Linked DNA regions of Rattus norvegicus: region 2 is linked to region 1. The links are chromatin contacts, called in public Hi-C maps. All regions are on one chromosome and are shown on one strand. The core of a region is the stretch at or near the end of the contact, and the rest is flanking DNA. Distances in the headings are between cores, read along the strand shown. Region 1 has its middle 63 kb from the start of Ndrg1. Region 2 has its middle 79 kb from the start of St3gal1.

The links. A called contact is a pair of places that touch in the nucleus more often than the background predicts.
Region 2: a Hi-C map of kidney shows a contact between it and region 1, with 4 times the contacts expected there. The contact joins two enhancer-like sites. A contact is called at or near these places in 7 of 12 Hi-C or Micro-C datasets (the A7r5 cell line, hepatocytes, kidney and 3 more).

The regions. Positions count from the first base shown.
Region 1 is chr7:100,675,672-100,679,583 of GRCr8, reverse strand. No RefSeq gene overlaps it. Among named protein-coding and RNA genes, the nearest start is that of Ndrg1, 63 kb to the right of the region's middle. Within about 2 kb of position 1,608, at least 28 of the 93 cell types and tissues checked have an H3K27ac peak or open chromatin away from gene starts, as enhancers often do. A contact at or near this core is called in liver, where this site is marked.
Region 2 is chr7:100,721,630-100,725,541 of GRCr8, reverse strand. No RefSeq gene overlaps it. Among named protein-coding and RNA genes, the nearest start is that of St3gal1, 79 kb to the left of the region's middle. Within about 2 kb of position 1,926, at least 10 of the 93 cell types and tissues checked have an H3K27ac peak or open chromatin away from gene starts, as enhancers often do. A contact at or near this core is called in liver, where this site is marked.

The DNA of each region.
Region 1 (3,912 bases), core at 359-2,858:
GTGTGTGTGTGTGTGTAGGGGGTTGTTGCATGGAGGTATCCCCATGCAGAAGCCACAGGAGGGCACTGGTTGTGGAGACTTTGGGTGTTCTGTGCAGCCAGCCATATACTGCTAGAGATTTGAACTCAGGTCTTTATAGATATGCAGCCAGCACTAGGACCCACTGACTGAGTCATCTCTTGAGATTCCTAAAACTATTTTTAGGTTTCTCCAAAATGAATCAGTATTTAAAAACAGAATCCATTTCCCTTCTAGAGAATATACCCTTTCGGAAAACTGGTCAGGGGAGCAGGCAGAGGTACCCGCCTAGCACTTTCCTTGTGTCTGTGACTTTCAGTGGAGCCTTGTTGACAGGCTGCTGCCTGATGCAGTTTTAAGAACTAAGCAATGGGCCCATCATTCTCTGACCACCAAGTGCTCAGCCATGCTGGAACCTGGATAGCCTGTCCTGGAAGGTGGGTGGGGTTTTTCCCATGCACCTTCAGCTTCTTACAGGAGCCCCTGCTTCCAGCTATGTTCTGTGTGGGGCCCTTCTCTGGAAGAATGGCAGAGTGGTCATGTTCCAGAGCTCTTGGCCTTGACCTCAACCTTGTCCCAAACACACACCTTGTTGAGCCAGCAGTATACAGCCTAGCATCTTCCCAAGTCCCATGACTAGTCCTGATTATTTCCTCTCTGCAGCATGTGAAACTCTGGGTATCTTTCATCCTGGCTGTTTATCTAGACCTCGACCCCTTCTCTACCTTCTCTGGCCTCAAGCCAAGCATTTTTTCCACCTGTCAGTCAATGTCTTAATCCCACCACTCCAAGGGCATCCCAGTATCCAGAGGCAAAGGCAGTCTAAGCACTGAGTGAGGAGAGCCAGACCTGAGCAAAAGTGGCACACACTATATCTTTGACAGTAGTTCACCATCAAGGAAGCTTCCAGAAGCCAGCCTCAGAACGCCAGGCTTCAAATCCCAACTCTACTGGTTTCCTGTTCTCTGACCTTGCCACTTCCTGGCTGTGTGAACTTACATAAAACTCTTGACTTATCTGAACCTGAGAAGAAGGGTGTCCGGGACCTTATATCTCCTGAAATGTACCCACTTAGCAGTCATGGTAGTTCAGTTTCTGGAATGTAATAGATTTGATTGGAATAAAGTTACAAATGCAATTCCTTTGCCACATGTCAAGATTATGGTGTCTTTTCTCCCCGAATTGTCACCTCCCTCTTCTTTACCTCAGTTCCTTTCTCTAAAATGGGCAGAAGGGATCTGAGTCTATGATTCACACCCAACACCCCGCCCAACATCACGGGTCGGGGGCGGGGATTTACTCGTCAGGCCCTTGTTCCAGCACAGAAGCAGTTTCCTCACAGAACTATGCAGAACCAAGGACAAAGCGAGTTACTTTCACTTTGCAGGGGCTTTAGCTCAGTGGACCTAAAGCAAGTGATTAAGCTTGAATTGAAGAGAAGACGAGGGTTAAGAGGGGAGGAGTTTCCCAAGCCTCTGAGAAGAAAGAGCAGCTGCCTGATCCCAGTACAAACTTCTGGAGTGCAGGTGTCAGGCTGCACGTTCCAACCCTCCCCCTGCGGCCCATTGTGGACCTGGCCAAGCTCAGGCTACTTCCGGCCTAGTGATTTCTGGGAAGGTGTGAGCTGCTGCACGTTGTAGGTCTTGAAGTGGGTGTGGCTGCCAGAGCCACCGCCCTCCTGGAGCTTCAATTCACCTTCCCCTTCAGTCTGGGAAGGCAGCTGTGAAGCAGGGCCAGAGGGAAGAACACACCCATCCCAGAGTACCAGCTTAGGGCCCCCTTGAGGTGCTGCAGGTGAACCCACACCGCGCCCCCTGCTCTTTCTAAACTTAGATCCGCAAAAGAGAAAGTCTCTCTCACAAGGCTCCTGGAAGTAGCAGATGTGGGCGAGGCTCTCCAGTCTTGTTCTTCCTGTGGTTAGATCTGCCTCTTTCTGGGGAGAGGGCTCTCCAGCATAGAGGAGAAGATAGCCTGCCAGTGACCCCTGGTTTTCAGCTAGTAGGATTTGGAGGTTGAGAATTCCTCTTTTTGCTCCTTCTCTGCTATGCAGGTGCTCAGCCAAAAGGACATCGGAGCACCACCTTCCCTTTTGCAGGACACAAAACACGCTCCCCATCTAGCCGAGACACCGTCGCCCATCATTTTATTTCTTGACTTAGTTGCCTGTCTTGACCCGGGGCTAACTTCTTCCTCAGGAAATGCTGCTTGAATGAATACAGGGATGACTATCAGGGGCTTCTCAAGAAAGTCTCTGTGGCCCTCCCTTTGCCCAAAGCATGAGGTCTGATGCTTTGAAAGGCTAAGGGGAGAGGGGTGTTCACACCCTAGGTGAGCACCAGGAAGGTCCCAAGGATGTGAAAGGCACTGAGGGAACAGAGGTTTTAACGGAACTGTAAAGGAGATTCACACTCCTCACCTCAGCCCACAAGCTACAGAATAGAGGATGACACCAGAGAGGCAGCCTACAGAGGACCTTCCCTCCCCTAAGCTGCAGAAAAGGATGCTGATTGCTCTAGCTCATAGGAGGTAGAGTGGATGGATGAGAAGCACTCTACCACACCAGTGCAGGTCGCTACAAAACAATCCAACAGTTCCCACATGCTGCGCACCTAAGGTATATCCCAGACTCCTCTGCAGAGAAAGTTGCTGAACATTCGATCAGCATCTGGGTCAGGGAACAGAACTAAGACTAGGAAGCTACTAGGCTGGGAGCCTTTTCTGCCATTTTTCCCCCCACAGTCATCATTTAACTAGGGGATGACGGACACAGAGGAAAGAACTTAAGGGTGGTGGAAGGCTATTTGACATTTGTGGATCCACTCAGAGACCAAGACATACTCCCGATTCTTCCTGGTTAAAACCCAGTCCCAAGAGATTATCCAGTTTCTTGGACCTGTGACATAGCTCAGGTGCAAGAGTGCTTGTATAGCATGCCTAAAGCCTTGAGTTTGATCCCCAGTGTCTCATAAACCAGGCACTGTCGTGAGATTCTGTTATCTCTATACTTGAAAGGTAGAGGCAGGAGGATCAGAAGTTCAAGATCATCCTCAGCTATCTAGCAAGGAGGCCAACCTGGGCTACATCATATTCTGTCTTTTTAAAAGGCTTCCCTCCCATTGATCTGCCTGGCCTGCTCTTGAACCTAGGCTAAACAAAGTATACAACGACTCTTCTCAGTCTCCTTCCCATTGGCCAGTTGTCAGACTTTTCTCTGGTAAAGGGGTTTCCCTCTGTCCTAGGGCCACCACCTCTTTTTTAGGCCATCAGAGGTTCTCAGAGGTGTCCAAAAGGGGCCTGTGAGCAGGGTTTATTCATCTTTAGGCTATCTGCCATATTGTGAATGACTGAAACCCACGCAGATGCATTACCTCACTGCTCTGGAGGGGTCAGTTGACTGAAGGGGGGCGTTTCTAGAAAAAAGGGGTGTTAGTTCATTTCTTCAGGATCCATGGAGATCAGTTGCCTGTTCTCTGGACTACTCATTGTCCAACCCTACCTGCCTTTGGGGGTTGGAGGTGAGGTGGCTCAGAGTCAAGGCACAGACTCAGGGAGCAGGTGAGAACACAGCAAGCCCATCTGAACACTGCCACAAGCTCCTTTAATACCCTTCACCCACACCCCATTGGTCCCAAGAAAGCATCTCTTCTAAATAGTTGTTCTCGATTGGCTGGCACTATCTGCTGCACCAGCAATCCTTAGTCTCGCAGGCAGTCCTCAATTCGCTCCTCCTGGAGGAGATGCTTCTGTGGCTGTGCCCCTCCCCCAGCGTTTACATAGAGGTGGCCCTGCACTTGCCAGGTGCTTCCAGCTTCTGGTGGCCCCTGCATGCTTCACTTGGTGCCCTTCCTCCATCCACTATCTGGACCTGTGATCATCTCTCCTCTCCCCTCAGTG
Region 2 (3,912 bases), core at 677-3,176, 46 kb before region 1:
TGCTCCTTGCCCAAGAGAATCCCAAGCTCAGATTCACAGAACATGTCTGATGAAGTAACTTGTGTCTCTCTACTCCTGCCCCCTCTACAGTGAAGCAGAAAGTGGAGATAGGAAAATTCTGACAAGTTTGTAAGCCAACTAGCCTGTCATCCACAGTGTGGTGGTGAGCAGTAGGAGGTCTTGTCTCAAACAACATGGAAGGCGAAGGCCTACACTAGGGGGTTTTCATCTGTCAGGCTACATCCCCCGTGAAATAGGAGCCTCTCCTCACAGCAACAATGCAGCAGCACCTCCACCATCACCACAGCCACCACCGCCACTGCTGGCACGATACGCACACTCACAAATAAAATACATACATAAAAAGTGAAGGGGTTATTTGTGTAGATGATTCTCCAAAGGAGACGTATAAATGAACAAATGGAAGATAAGATCCTCAAGAGCATTCACCACTAGGAGAAAGCAAACTCACAACGACCCCAAGGGAGATACTCCACACACACCAGCGAACATGGTTGGAATCAGCACAGTGGAAAAGAACCAGTGTTGATGAGAAGTGGGCAAGCTGGCACACCTGGGCCTTGCTGCCTGGAGGAAATGGCACTGCTGCTGAGGAAAGTAGTTTGGCAGATCCTCAAAAAGTTAAGCCAAGGTAGCCCATGACCCAGCAACTCTGTTCCTAGATATGCATGGCAGATAGTTGCAAGCAGGTTTGCAAATACCCACACCCACAGCAGCAATATTCCTGACAGGTAAACAATATTCCTGACAGAGAGCAACCCCCACCTTCATCCGGCAGCAGAATGGAGGGAGGAATGGCTGCTCCTCCCACACAGGGATATATGTTCCTCAGTCACAGAAGTTACTCAAGTCTCATGCTTCTGTGTGGACAACCATCAAAAGCATGGTGCTGAGGGACAGAAGCCTGATCAAGTTGCCTGCTCTATGAATCCTTACTGTCCACAGTCTGTAAATTCACACAAACCAAAGGCAGAACAAGGGTCGAAGACCCAGTTCAATTGGGAAAATCCCTACGTAGGCTGCACAAAGCTGTAGGTTGGAACTCCAACATGGTATAAGCCAGACATGGTAAAAACACCTGTAACCAGGTGCTCGGCAAATGGAGGCAAGAGATTCAGGGCTACACAGCAAAGTTGAGGCCAGCCTGAACTAAATGAGACTCTGTCTCCCAAAATGAGAAGACACAACAGTGGTTTACAGGGGCTGAAGGTAAGGAGAGGTTAGACGTTGGGGGAAGGCTATGGTAAAGAGTTTCTGAATGGGTAGAGGCTTTTATTCTGAGTGGATGGTGGGAATTTTTTTTTTTTTTTTTTTTTTTTTTACAACTAGGTAGAGGTGGCAATGATACATCACAAATGTACTAGGGCTGGGCAGGATTATATTTCCGAGTGCCTGATTGTGGGCTGAATTTTCAAAGCAATAAGATAACAAATGATGGCATCTCAAATTTGTCTTCTGGTTTGATAAATGGCTCTCTTTCAGAGGCAGCATGCTACTCCTTCGCCAAGAGTATGGAAAGGAAATAAGACCCTGGGAGGCTAACAAGTTTGTTGAGCCTCCCAGGGGCTTTGCAGGGATAGAAGGATTAGATACAGACTCCCTAGCTTCTCCTTACTAGAGGAGAACCTGGGGCTAACCATCAACATTTCTTGGCCAGTGATGAGAGCTCAGAGGTACCCAGACACGAAGTCAAGGCCTGTGTTCTGTGGTTTGGGATCCTTCTAAGTCCCAGCTGTGGCGCACAGGCTAAGCATTCTTTGCAGCAGACCCTAGTGATGGAAGAGGGGTAAAAGTCAGATCCAGGAACTCTGCAAACAGAAGCTGAACCCTCCCACTGCCTGTTGGTCTGCAGAGGCTTTGTGTGAGCTTCTGACGAACTCACAGGAACTCGTAGAAGTCTTCCAAAAATAGAGCTGAGATTGCATTGCACGTCCTGGAAATGGACTTCCTGGTGCACAAGCCAGCCTCCGTTTGTCAGCTGAACTCACTGAATGAAGGTGGAAAATATGATATGAAGCCATTTGGAGCCACTATGGTGTGGACAGCAGACACTTAGATGTCCTAATACACGTAGGCATTGTCAATGGCCGGTGTCCTAGAAAACTAGCACTGAACAAAATCCTCCTCCTTCTGCCCACATGCCCAAGATTAAATCCAAGCTGTGGTGGGAAGAGCCACACAGCCTGCAGCACCTGTCCTTCGGCCAGCAGGACTAGTTGCCATGATTCTTAGGGACACGAACAGCCTTTTGAATCTAAGGAACAGCATTCTGGACTCTCCATTCTTATCAGCAGGATCAGTCACCTTGTCCCATCCCTTCAACATGACTTAAGAAAAACGCCCCTTCCCCCAAATTCTCATATTCATGTTTTTATTCTTTCTTTGCTCTGGGAACCCTCCATGTACATTCAGGGCCTAGTCCAAAGCCTGGCACCTAATTTCAGGAAGAGTTGGTTAAGTAGAGAAAGGCATCAGTTTTTAGACCGTAGATAGGCATATATGCAGGTGAGAGGAAGTATTGGCGCCCAAAACAAAGACAAAGGGTGTCATCCCCGACTCACTAGAAAGCTCTAAGACCACTCCAGGGTTCATCTGGAGCTTAAGAGGTATACCAGCATGCTTTATGGTGCTGTTACAAAATGCCTGAGATACATAATTTCATTTTGGCTCACAGTTTTTCAGAGCTTTCAATTCCTGGACATGTATCTGTGACAAGGCAGTATACTGTACTAAGGACCTTTGGGGAGATAGAAACCATTTACCTTGTGTTACCTAGAAAAAACGGGGAGAAGGAGATGGGGCAGGTTCACAACATCTGCTTGAATGGCATGTCTCCAATGACTTAACTTCCTCACAATGGGCTCCTCCTTTTAAAAAACCCTTTGAAAAACTCTTTACTATTATTTTATTTTATTATATATACAAGTGTTTCCCCTGCAGGTACGTCTGTGCACCACATATGTACCTTGTGCCAATAGAGGCTAGAAAGTGGCATTTGAATACCCTGGAACTGGAATTACAAATGGCTGTGAGCTGCCATGTAGGTTCTGAGACTGAACCTGGGTCTCTAGAAAGAAGCTGGGGCTCTTAGTTGCTGAGCCATCTCCTGGAACCTCACCCCTCCTCTCAACCCCCAATAAAGCTGCAAGCTATTGGGCCTATGACTATATGGCAGTAGGCATGCCGAATTCTGACACATAGCGGGAGTTCTGAAGATCTTTCCCCATTCTCATTCTAGTGTTCTGGAATGCAGCACCCTGCAAGATTGGATCCTATGCCTTAAGTGGAATGGAGAGGAAAGGCTGCAGCCAGAGGCTCAGGTCAAAGGGGAGTTTTAGACAGCGACCTCCTACAGAATGTCCTCTTGATGTTGATGCCTAGAACAAAAGATCTCTTTGTGCTAGACCAAAGTGTGCTCAGGAATTTTGTAGAGTATTCCAAGTTCTGACTTTTCCTGTGTACTTCAGCGACCATAATCCATGTTATTTCCTAAAACCCTGCTGAGAGCCAAGGAGGAGAGGCCACAAAGTTTCTCATTGGGAAGGTGTAGACAGTGATTGTGTCCATGGGTTCACAGCAAACAACCCTGGTAACCTTCGTGAGACCATGATGTTCTCTGTCCAGTGCAAAATAGACCTAGAAGGAATTCTGCAAGCTGGGATGCCAGAGACCTCTGGGTGGACTGCTTAACCAACCACAGAGCAGAGCAGGGTGGGTCCTGGGGGTGGGAGAAAGAGGTAGGGTTTATTTGGAAGGAGGTAGATGAGGCAGGAATCTCTGGCATGCAGCACCCTGCAAGACTGGAAGCTCCTTTGGGGACTGGGGTCAGAGGAACAGAGGGCAGGCTGAGGAGAGGCTGCAATGAGTTGGGAGCAGAGAAAGGGTACCAAG